Regions from separate parts of the Gossypium arboreum genome. Here all the other regions are linked to region 2. Evidence: chromatin contacts called from public Hi-C data. All regions are on one chromosome and are shown on one strand. Each heading gives the region's core, a stretch centred on a gene start, on an enhancer-like site or on the middle of the called end of the contact. The rest is flanking DNA. Distances are from core to core; before and after follow the strand shown.

Region 1 (3,931 bases), core at 1,143-3,642, 440 kb after region 2:
CAATTAGTCTCTTTAATATGCAAATATTATTGTCTCTAACAATATTCGTACGCAAGTTCGTCAGGAAGAATTTCCATGATTCCATATTCTCCGACTCCACAATGGCAAACACTATCAAGAGCAAGTTCTGGTTCTTATCTTGATCAACTATAATATGTGGGATTTGTGCATATTTTTCGTATAACCAGGTTCTATCAACCTACACAAGCGGCCTACAGTGGGGAAAAGCCCACACGCATCAAATGAAAAATTCTTCTTCCCGGTTGTAGTTGGTTGTCCGAGCTGTCATAAGGTCGTGTTTGTAATTCAACATAGTCCTTAGCACGAACTCTCGCATAGCGGCTATTCACTATTGTAGTTTATTGTACGACACATCCCAATCTTTATGCAACTGCTTCATGACCATCTGTTTAACTATCCATGCTTTCTGGTATGACATTCAGTACTGGAATAATTCTTACATTTCGGCAATCAGTACCGACATAGGAATGGTCGGCATGTCCTTAATCACTGACAAGATGCAGTTGCAGATAGTTTTCACATCAAGTTTGAGGTGATCTTGTGTCATACGTGCAAAAGTGCATGTGTGAGGCCCAACAAATTTATGGATCTTCCACATTTGTGACTTCTGGATAAATGCAACTCGTACTTGCCAATTGCACCCTTTTGCCAACCTCCAACACACCTTAATATACAATATCAGCTTAAACACGATAACTTTGTAGTCAATTGACATATTCATGCTATACCGTTTGATGGCAAATATGTAGTCTTCCTTGGTCGCGGATTTTTGGCCCATAAACAACTCCTTACGTTTGGGATCTGTGGCTAATCGGTGAACAGGTAGCATATCGGGATACTCAAGGAACTCAGCTGCATGTGTCGTATCGGAATCTACAATCAACATGTGGGGCCCTAGGATCATTGTGTATGACAATGCCTCAAATTGGGTTCCTGACTGAAGATGCGTGAACATTTTCATTATCATTAGCGCCTTCATTGTCGATATCTTCTGGGACCTCATCTTGATCGGGATAACTATAATCTTCAACCTTATGATCAAAAGGACCATTATTATCATATCCATCTTCACCATCTATATCACTTTCAATCACCATCTGATGTATTTGTAAACGGGGACTCAGGTTAAGAGTATTAGACGCAGGTGGAACATTAAAATCGATGTTGAACCTGCGTACAGATGATCGCCTATCAATAGACACTCTCAGAACATCCGTATACGGATCTTGAACTCCATGTTCTTTAGTTAGTGGAATGACATCTTCAGCTGACTCTACATTAACTAACTCAGCAAACAGTTAAATCGGTTCAGTGTGGCCACTCTGATTCTGGCAATAAAATGCGACCATTGTATCCACTTCTTCATCATCTACAAGTTCCATCTTAGTGAATTTGATGGGATTTGGCGAAACTGGAAATTTGTAGTATAGTTTCGAGATCCTTCTCTCACAACGGCTAACAATTTTTGCATTGATCATTTTTTTCATATCATTAATCAACACATTTCTATTAAATCTCATAATTATTTGTTGGCAAAATTTAAATATACAAGTAATTGTTTTTGTTAAAATTACTCCATCGAAATAAACATATACAAAAATTGATTATCCATCTTCAATCTAAATATGTAAAAATATTTAAACATAATTAAATTTCTCAATAATTATTTGAAAAACAAAACAAGATTCAACTGTAAAAAATTATAATAACAAAAATTAATCACTGTACAAACCTTACATATCTTTCTGACTTTTCTTCTTTGTTTTCTCTTCTACAAAAAAAAAATCCTTTCCTTTCTTCTTATCGGTTAGCTGCTACAACCATTCAGCAAAACAAAAAAATTACTTCAACAATTCAAGAAAACACACAAATTGCTACAATTGTTCAACTCAAATTTATAATGGTCTGGTGCCACATGACAGTCCCTCCTCCCAATGGTGCCGCCTGACGGCCTCTCTCTTCTTTCTAGTGTCACCTGACATGTGCTCTCCAACCCTAGTGCCACCAATGAATGCCCCTCCACCCTTTTTTACCCGTACAAACCCAATTTTGCCTGGTATAGGTGTATAATATAGGTACCGTTGCATATGGCCTCTCTACCATTTAAATAAGATTAGTTTTTTTAAATAAATTATTAGCTAATATGGTTAAATGATTGAGAAAAAAAAATTAGTGTCGACACCAATTCTGGCACAACCCTTCGGTACTGTTTACTTCAACCCATTTTGGTAAATAATGTCAAGAGAATACCATTTTAATATTTAATTATTTTTTTGTATTATAGGATAAAAAAGCCAAATTTTAATCAAAATAAAAAAATTGAAAAGGTTAATATGGTCAAAGAAGTGGCAACTCCGTTGAATTTTAAGCCTCCTCGGTTTTATAAGCCAAAACACTTTGTAGTAGGTACGGCCAAAACCGGCTGCCGTTTTCGATTTGTCTGCTTTCTCTGTCTCCTCTTATTTTTCCTCCCTCCCTCCAAATACCCCGCTTTCCCAAATAAAAAAAAAAAACAAAAAAAAAATAAAAAGCTTTGAATCTTTGATCATAGACTCTGCAACTACCAAAACAAAAAGGGAAAAAAAGAAAGCTAAAAACTCAACTTTACTTGTCGTTTAATGGAAACTCTTTCCCATACGATCACCACTTCGGCTTCTCCGAAACTCCGCCTCCCTCGAAACGACAACGTTCACCGTCGTCTCCTCCGTTTCCGCCATGGATTTAGTTCCTTGAATCTCGGTACACTGAGATCGCAGAGGAGTACTAGTGGTTTCTTCAAGGTTGAATGTAGTCAACAGAGCTCGAAAAATTGTATCGATTTTAGTGATCCTGATTGGAAGTCAAAGTTCCAGCAAGATTTCGAAAGACGCTTTAATATTCCTCACATCACCGATACTTTCCCCGATGCTCAGTCGTTTCCTTCCACATTCTGTCTCAGAATGAGGTAAAAAAAAAGTTCCTTTTTTCCTTGTTTTTTTGAAATTGTTTCCAGCTGATTTTCACTTCTTGTGAGTGTTCTTTTTCTTTTTTTTTTTTACTCCCGAGAGTGAGAAAATTCTAAAATATTGTAGTTATTTTGGAGTTCAATGAATTTGATGGCATTTATCTTATTAATTATTAATTTATTTTGTGAAGTAATTATTTATTTTGAACTTAGCAAATAGAACTTAAATGATCTTCTTTTTTTTTTTTTTGTTACAGAACTCCGGTAACTGAGGATTTTGCGGAAGGCTATCCGTCGGATGAGGAATGGCATGGTTATATTAATAATAACGATAGAGTGCTTCTTAAGGTAATATCTTTTCCATATATATGTATTTAAATTTCACTGATGTTTTGCTGAATTGTGTTATGGAGAATTGAAATTCTTACATGAGCTTATCGTTTAGAGCTTGGAGATCATGTTCAAAATTGATAATTTCCATGTGTTGAGTATCTGTTTGAAATGTGAATTCAAAATCACCTGAAATGGCTTAAATAATTTCAGGAAAGAAATTTACTTGTCTTGCTCCTTTAGAAGTAAATTCTGGTTTGCTTGTCTCTCTGTTTTTATCTTTATATCTTAAATCAAGATATTGGTTTAATTGTTCGAGCTCTGCAGAAATAATCTTTCATTTGCTTCGGTTAGTCGTCTGCATTTAGACTAGATTGGTCAAGATTCTGATCTTTAAATATTTCAGGTCATACATTACTCGTCTCCTACATCTGCCGGTGCGGAGTGCATTGATCCTAACTGTACTTGGGTTGAACAATGGTAAGCATAATTCTCTACTTATTTATAGGTTTACATAGACTCATGCATTCTATTGCATTCACTACAATACTTAATAATATGTGGTAAAATAATGTTATATTGCTTTTAATATTGTTTCCCAACTTTTGTATTGATCTAGTAGATTTTGTAACTTAT
Region 2 (3,541 bases), core at 950-3,449:
TTATTGGATAAACAAATATTCTATCGATTATGAAAATTTTAATTAATTTACAACAATTATGTTTATATGCTATTATAATATCTAAAATATTATTCGCGTATTCAAATTAAAATTTATAAATAATTTATATTAATTGATTAAAATATTTAAAATTAAAATTTTATACGTCATATTATTAATAAATTTACATTTAATTTAAATTATTTTATAAATAAAACAATTAAATTACATATAACTAAGCCAACCCTTCTAAGGGAATATTCAAATAACTATATATAATTCTTCCTTCTATCGTTTCCAAGCCGTTAACATTATTATTATCTTCTCTAAAAGTATGTCATAGATTCCAATACTCTACATTTATCAAAAACTGATGAATTCTTCCAATTAAAACGGAATTAAAACCACTTCAAATTTCTGAAGACAAAATCTTATATCAAATCTCTCAATAGCATTTTAAAAAAAACATTTTCTCACAATTCATTTAAAATCTTTGAATAGTATCCAAATTTGTCATTTCTAAATAAAAGATGGGTCGAGACCCTTAAAAGGGTGACAAGAGAGAGAAGCAAAAAGGATAGACCGCCCATAATATCGACATAATTTGGTGTCAAAAAAGGTCGGTTGCATAAGATTCCTTTTGCCCTTCAATCCATCAATTATTCACAACCTTTTCTTTTCCCCCTTTAACAAAGTAAAGTATTAAGTATGATTATAGGTATACATAATTAACCTTCAAATAATTATAATTATAATTAGATATTATAATTATAAAGGAATTGAAAATTAAAATACCATAAATTATTTTATTAATCACTCTAAATAGAGGTTATTCCTATTTTGATCATTTAGTTTCTTTTTGTTAATTTGATCACTCAAAAAAAAATTGATCAAATTTGTCACTCCACCAATTGATGGTAACATAATGCTAATTGTACGTTTTCATGTTAGTCATTTTAAAATTAAGGTAAACTACTTGTTAGTCATTCTAAATAGGAGTTGTTCTTATTTTGGTCAGCCCAAAATAATATGTAAAAATACACTGTTAGTTTTTCCATTAAAGTGACCAATTTGATCAATTTCTTTTTTTATAGTGACCAAATAAACAAAACCAAAGTAGGAACGATTATCATTTTGAGTGACTAATGGAGTAGTTTACCCATTAAAATATAATAATATGAACATAACTATGACATAAGAAACATTAATGCCTTGTTAGGTTATTAGTATAATAACACGAGGAAGAAACTTATTTATTACATATGTATTATAACAATTAGGCATAAAATACAGAATAGCTAGTACAATTTTAAACTTAAAATTAGAAAGATGAGCAAAAATTTGTGTAAAAAACAAAACCTCTTCAAACTAAAGGAAAAATTTTCCTTTCTCTTTGCTAAAAATAAGTCATAAGAGTAACAAAATATTACCAATTAAATTAATTTATTGCTAACTTATATAATAATACACGCATAAAAATAATACTCTTAACAAATTTAACTTAAAACTTTAACTAAAATGAAATACGAAAAGAATTCACTTATAATTTACATCAAATTAAATTTGAATTCCAAATTTCTTCAAACAAGCAAATATAGGGACAGATAGGGACTTTATCCTCTCAAAATAGACCATTCCCTTCTAATCTCCTAAAAAGTTTATAATTAGAAGTTAATATATTATAAAATTATACTTTACTCCCTTAAAAATATTTAATTTAATCTCTTTAAAATAATAAAAATATATAAATTTTAACTTTTCAAAATTTATAATTTAATATTATCCCTTAAAAACAATATTTTTAACTTAGCCAAACCTCCATTAAACCAATAGCCAAACCTCCATTAAGCCAAGGGCTATTCAAGCTCTTTTCTCTCTCATAAAAATAATGTGCGGATCTTACAAGTGTAACATTTAGAGTTAATAATATATATGATTTCTACTAATTTGAATTTTTGTCTTCATATGTATTAAAAAGAAATAGTCTAGAAATATAATTTGATAATTCCAAAATATATATTTAGTTTGATAATATTTAAAATATGGTCAAAGGGTTTTCAATAAATTTTGTTTCTATTATTGTTTTAACATTAAATTTACTATAGATTTTTTATTTTATCATATTCATAACCCCTTTCAATCTATTGACAAGAAGATAATCCGTCCAAATGTATTCAAAATCATATTCTCCTGCTGTACTACGGTAGTAATAATGATATAGTGAAAAAGAAATGAAAAGAGTATTAACTTGAAAATAGTTGAGACTGGGTTTAAAGACTCTGGGCATCAACAGGAAGAGAAGAAAACATAAATATAGAAAATAGGAACTCTTATTTTCTATGTGAATGTATAACGGGAAGTGGTGGGAACCAACTGCCTTATCTTTTTGCTCTTTTAAAGGCGGTTTCAACTTCAAACTGTAATCTTTTGTGCTTAAAAGACCAACCTTTTTTCTTAACTCCAAATCTAACCAAAGGCTGCTTCCTTTCTAACCACTTTTTCTTGGGTTTTGTACCTTTAAAAAATGTGATATCAAGAGAAGCTTTCAGGTTCCCCTTCTTTTTTTTATTCATTGACAACTGTAGAAAATTGTTCTTTTTTTCTTCTGTTAAATATTTTTAATGGGGTTCCTTTTTTTTTTTTTTCTGTCTTGATATGGGGAGAAGATTGAGTTTTTGATACCAATGCAGTATATTTATGCAAAACCCATGTTAAATAATTAAATATTATGGTTTACAAGGTTGAATTTTGTGTAGATTGGTTGATAGGAAGGGATTATTATATACTCTCCCAAGTGGATGGTTCTTTTTTTTCAGAGAGAGGGACGTTTTTGCTTAATCTCTCCCTCTCTCTTCCTTTTTTGCTTTTTTTTTTCTGTTGGATTTAATGGATTCCATGTTTTAGCTTTTGTTTGATGCAGTTAAGAGGCTGCATTCTTCATGGAACTTGTCTTTAGCAAATGGGTATTTTTATTTTCACTCTGTTGTTGGCTAATCTTCTCTGTAGCAGTTGCAGGTCAGCTTAAAGCTTGGTTTTCTTTTCCTTGGATTACTTGTTGTATCTTGAAAAAAAAAAAACGAAAATGCTTAATTGTGTAGAAGACCAAAATTGTTAAAGAAATTCTCTTTTAATTTTGTAAGTGGAGGGAGTGCATGGAGGTTCTAAAGTGAGAGGGGTGAACTTAGGAGGGTGGTTGGTTATAGAAGGTTGGATCAAACCTTCTCTATTTGATGGCATTCCCAATGGAGACATGCTTGTGAGTATTAAACTTTGATTTTTTAATGATTTATGGGGTTTTCTTAGTTTTTTTCCATGAAAATTCTAATCATATGTTAATGGATATTGAAATGTAGGATGGAACACAGGTTCAATTCAAGTCGGTGACGTTGCAGAAATATGTTTCTGCCGAGAATGGAGGTGGGATGGACATTTCAGTTGATAGAGATGATGCATCTTCATGGGAAACCTTTACGGTAAGAAGCCGATCAAATTTGCTGGTCTTTATCTCACAATTTGATCATGTTTTGTATGCTAAACTTGA
Region 3 (3,544 bases), core at 365-2,864, 400 kb before region 2:
GTCAACATACCTGCAAGGAAGCAATCAAGCCCCTTAAATCGCTCCTATAACAAGGGGAAAATAATATAAGAATAAGGAAACAAAAGTGAGGATACTTGTTGATCAATAATTTTGGAATCAAAACTGCGAGATTTTGTTTGGTTTTCACTCGAAACTCTCATGGTTTTGTCTCACAAGAGATGTCTTTAATGAGACAAACCACGAAACTTTTGGATCAAAGTGGACAATACCTCACAGTTTAGGTATGAATCGCCACCAGAAATTACCATTCCAATAAGGTTCTCAAGACATAGTACAACTGAACTTTTAGTTGCTGCAGAGCAAACAGCTAGCATTTTCCCCTGCAGATTGGAGAAAGAAAATGGCATCACAAACAAAGGATTGTATTGAATTCATTTGGATTGATTGCAATGAAAGGATCATGAATTGATTATCAATCTCAATTGATAAATAAGTAGAGTATCTTACAGCTGCCTTGGCCTCATCCATCAATCTTAAAACTCCAGGTCTAGGTTCCACCTGATCAAAACAATACCACTCTCTTTTTATTCAATAATATGGATAACCAATTCAGAATCAATGAAGAGATAAAAGAAAATGCAATGTGATAAACAATAATGTCTGCTTACAGTTCCAGATTTGATTATTTCTTTGTACCTTTCAGTCTTCCAATCCTACAAAGATGTAACAGCACCACGTACATAAGTTCTTCAATAAAGAGAATTTCACAATTCCTATACAAAGATCAAATTAAAGCTTAATTGGACCTCCATTCCCTGTTTCCCCATGATTTCATTGGCATTGGCAGTCACTACATCAAAGCTATATAATTATTAATAATACCTGAAGAGTGTCAATTAACTTAGCTCGTTCCTCATCACTCTCAGGAGGCGTCTCAAATATGGTAGAAGCTGGCCATCCATGTTCCTTGAAGTACCTTCAGGAATACCAAAAATCTCCATTAAACCGATCAGCGACAAGAAAAATTAAGAACAATAAAAGAAACCCAGAAATATTTAGAAAAAAGAAAGAAAGAACCATCTCATCTTGGGTTTGCCACCACCAATCAGGTTCTGGAGCACATCATAAAATTGAAGGTCCCAATTAAGGGGCTGTGAAGAAGGAGGGCAACGAACATTGAAGTGAGCGAAAGCGTCGTTGTAAGCTTCGCGATGCAAGTGCTCGGATTCTAGAATGACACCATCGCAGTCGAAAATGAGAGCTTGAAGAGAATGGGAAGCTGAGACAGAGAGGGAGAGTCGTCGGGGCTTTGTGGTGGTTAAGGAAAGGGAGGAAGACCTTTTGGTTCTGAAAGTGAGGGACCGTGGTGAGTAATAAAAGAGAGAAGAGAAGTTGGAGGAGAGGTTTTGAGGAGAGATAAAGAGTGTGGAGTGAGACGCCATGGCTGATTTGCTTCACTGATTGGTCTAAAATGGAGAGTTTTCGAGTTAAAAAGGAGGTAATTTTTTGGCGGGTTTGGTTCGTGTGGCTGTGGATATCTCTCCAGCTTCAACGTTACCTTTTAACGCATACAATTTTGCAATTGGATTTGCATGCCAACCCCTCTAACCCTCTCACGGCATTGGTATCTCAATCAATTCTCAATTCAATCAACCAATTCGATATATGATTACAAATGAAGTCGAAGAAAAGTAAATATTAATTATAAATTATATGAAAATAAATTTTGGCTCAGCTTAAGACACCACATTTTTTTAATTTGTATTTCAAAAATCATTCAAATACCATGATTCAAGTTAGTTTTATATTTAATCAAATTTAATTTGAATCGAATTTCAAGTCAAGCCTAACATAAACGACTAAGTTACACCGTAGCTCCACCAACACATTATGGAAACTCCACAAATCGTCTTGAAGTTGAAACATGGGATCAAAAATAGCATCCTTGAGTATAGCCATAATAATAGAGGGGGGAAATGTGACGAATCATCAATTATGCAAAAAGTACCCTGTTATAAACATTCTGCAACCTTTACAAATCCTATTACAAAGTTGTGCCTCCACCATCTGACATAAGAGATGCGGCAGCTGCAGCAGCTGTCGGGACAACCCCGGTTGAAACGCCTGGCTTTGACAAATGCAGCAGCCTGCAAAATCAAACACCACAAAGCTTTGTCCGCGATACAAATTATACAATCAAAATTAGATGACAAAGCCACCAGTTTCTTACGCTAACACAAATCCTTCATTCAGGATCCATCAAAATACCATATCCTATGTGCTAGAAGCTGAATATCTAAAATCATAACCATAGTATAAGAAACACTAATCTATTATAATCACTAGAAACAGGTTTTCCTGCTGCCTAATACAAATGATAATTCATATTTATGATGATTTATACAATCATCATGAGCTTAAAAGACTAGATTATGATTAGCCCAATTACTTAAATTCTTGTTGTGCATCGCGTTTTTCACAGTTGCAAAGTTATGTTATTTCGACTTCTCATTTTCCCAGGAACACTCATGTCTAACACTTGTGTGACCAGTGACCAATACTCATATCTGGCAGTCCCCCTAATAGTTGCATAGTGTAATGAATGCTGTCTAGTCAATTGTAGTAAATATCATCAGTGGAAAGAATCAAAACCATGAAATAACGATCACAAAATCATGTTTGAGGATCCTATTTTCAGGTAGACAAGTTCTATAATAGCCATGCATCTTAATAAGCAAGAAGAAAAAAGGCTCTTACGGTGCAAGATATTCACAAAAAGAAGAGACAGAAGCAACGACTTCATTATAATTTTCCGATGTTGCAGGCGCGGTCACTTCAACCATCTGTATACCAGGTGTTACCGGGACAGCCTCATCCGTTGCGTGCAGTTTCAGCATCTTATTAACCGATGAGACAGTCACGGTTATCTGAGCAGCCCTTTCGAAATGAAAGGTGAATCCCACTCTCAACAACTCATGATCCAACTTATATCCAAGTGAATAAAATAATCGAAGCACGTTCTTGCTGGCTTTGCTTTCTACCATACTTCTAACCAGCACAGAGATTTGCTCTGCTCCAGCACCCCTCATTGCACCCCCAACATGTTTCACAGTCCTACAAACATTATATAAACTTAATAACCACCCAACACAACAAAAAATAACACCAACTACGTTATTCTTGACCCTTTACTTTTTTTGAAGTATTCATGTCCGACACTGTATCAACTGTATATCTAGACATGGATATGAGAATATGAAACCCCAAACACGGAGCAACCTTTGAAAAAAATTGAATATATCCACCCCAAACACTCACACATCCATGTCCGAATTATATAGAATTGATATAATATAAGCACAATTAAAAACTCCAAATTACCAAGCAGGCTCGGACTGTTCAAGATCACACAATAATCTGACCTCGGAAGTAACAAATCCTGTAAAATTCTTAGGCATTAGCAAGGCAGAACCTAACAACTTGATCAATTAATTTATATTGCTGTTTTATAAATTATAAATTAGTACATGATTCAGCAGGAGAGTAATTTACAAAATTAACTAAATAGGGAAAAATGCTTATA

What was found. A called contact is a pair of places that touch in the nucleus more often than the background predicts.
Region 1: a Hi-C map of leaf shows a contact between it and region 2, with 2.1 times the contacts expected there. The contact joins the promoter of LOC108461379 here to the promoter of LOC108467161 in region 2. A contact is called at or near these places in 2 of 5 Hi-C or Micro-C datasets (both in leaf).
Region 3: a contact with region 2 is called in a Hi-C map of leaf, with 2.0 times the contacts expected there. The contact joins the promoter of LOC108467249 here to the promoter of LOC108467161 in region 2. A contact is called at or near these places in 2 of 5 Hi-C or Micro-C datasets (both in leaf).

Annotation. Positions count from the first base shown.
Region 1 is chr2:6,782,259-6,786,189 of ASM2569848v2, forward strand. It overlaps LOC108461379 (ATP-dependent 6-phosphofructokinase 5, chloroplastic), which reads left to right and starts at 2,393. Exons shown (of 13, transcript XM_017761219.2): 1 at 2,393-2,965; 2 at 3,223-3,313; 3 at 3,702-3,775. The coding sequence starts at 2,640.
Region 2 is chr2:6,338,822-6,342,362 of ASM2569848v2, forward strand. It overlaps LOC108467161 (probable glucan 1,3-beta-glucosidase A), which reads left to right and starts at 2,200. Exons shown (of 11, transcript XM_017767706.2): 1 at 2,200-2,549; 2 at 2,921-3,015; 3 at 3,141-3,256; 4 at 3,354-3,473. The coding sequence starts at 2,940.
Region 3 is chr2:5,941,016-5,944,559 of ASM2569848v2, forward strand. It overlaps LOC108467249 (haloacid dehalogenase-like hydrolase domain-containing protein At4g39970), which reads right to left and starts at 1,615. Exons shown (of 11, transcript XM_053023922.1): 1 at 1,039-1,615; 2 at 844-937; 3 at 630-674; 4 at 469-519; 5 at 231-341; 6 at 11-44. The coding sequence starts at 1,403. It overlaps LOC108467250 (mediator of RNA polymerase II transcription subunit 18-like), which reads right to left. Exons shown (of 5, transcript XM_017767841.2): 3 at 3,343-3,400; 4 at 2,719-3,075; 5 at 1,762-2,108. The coding sequence ends at 2,006.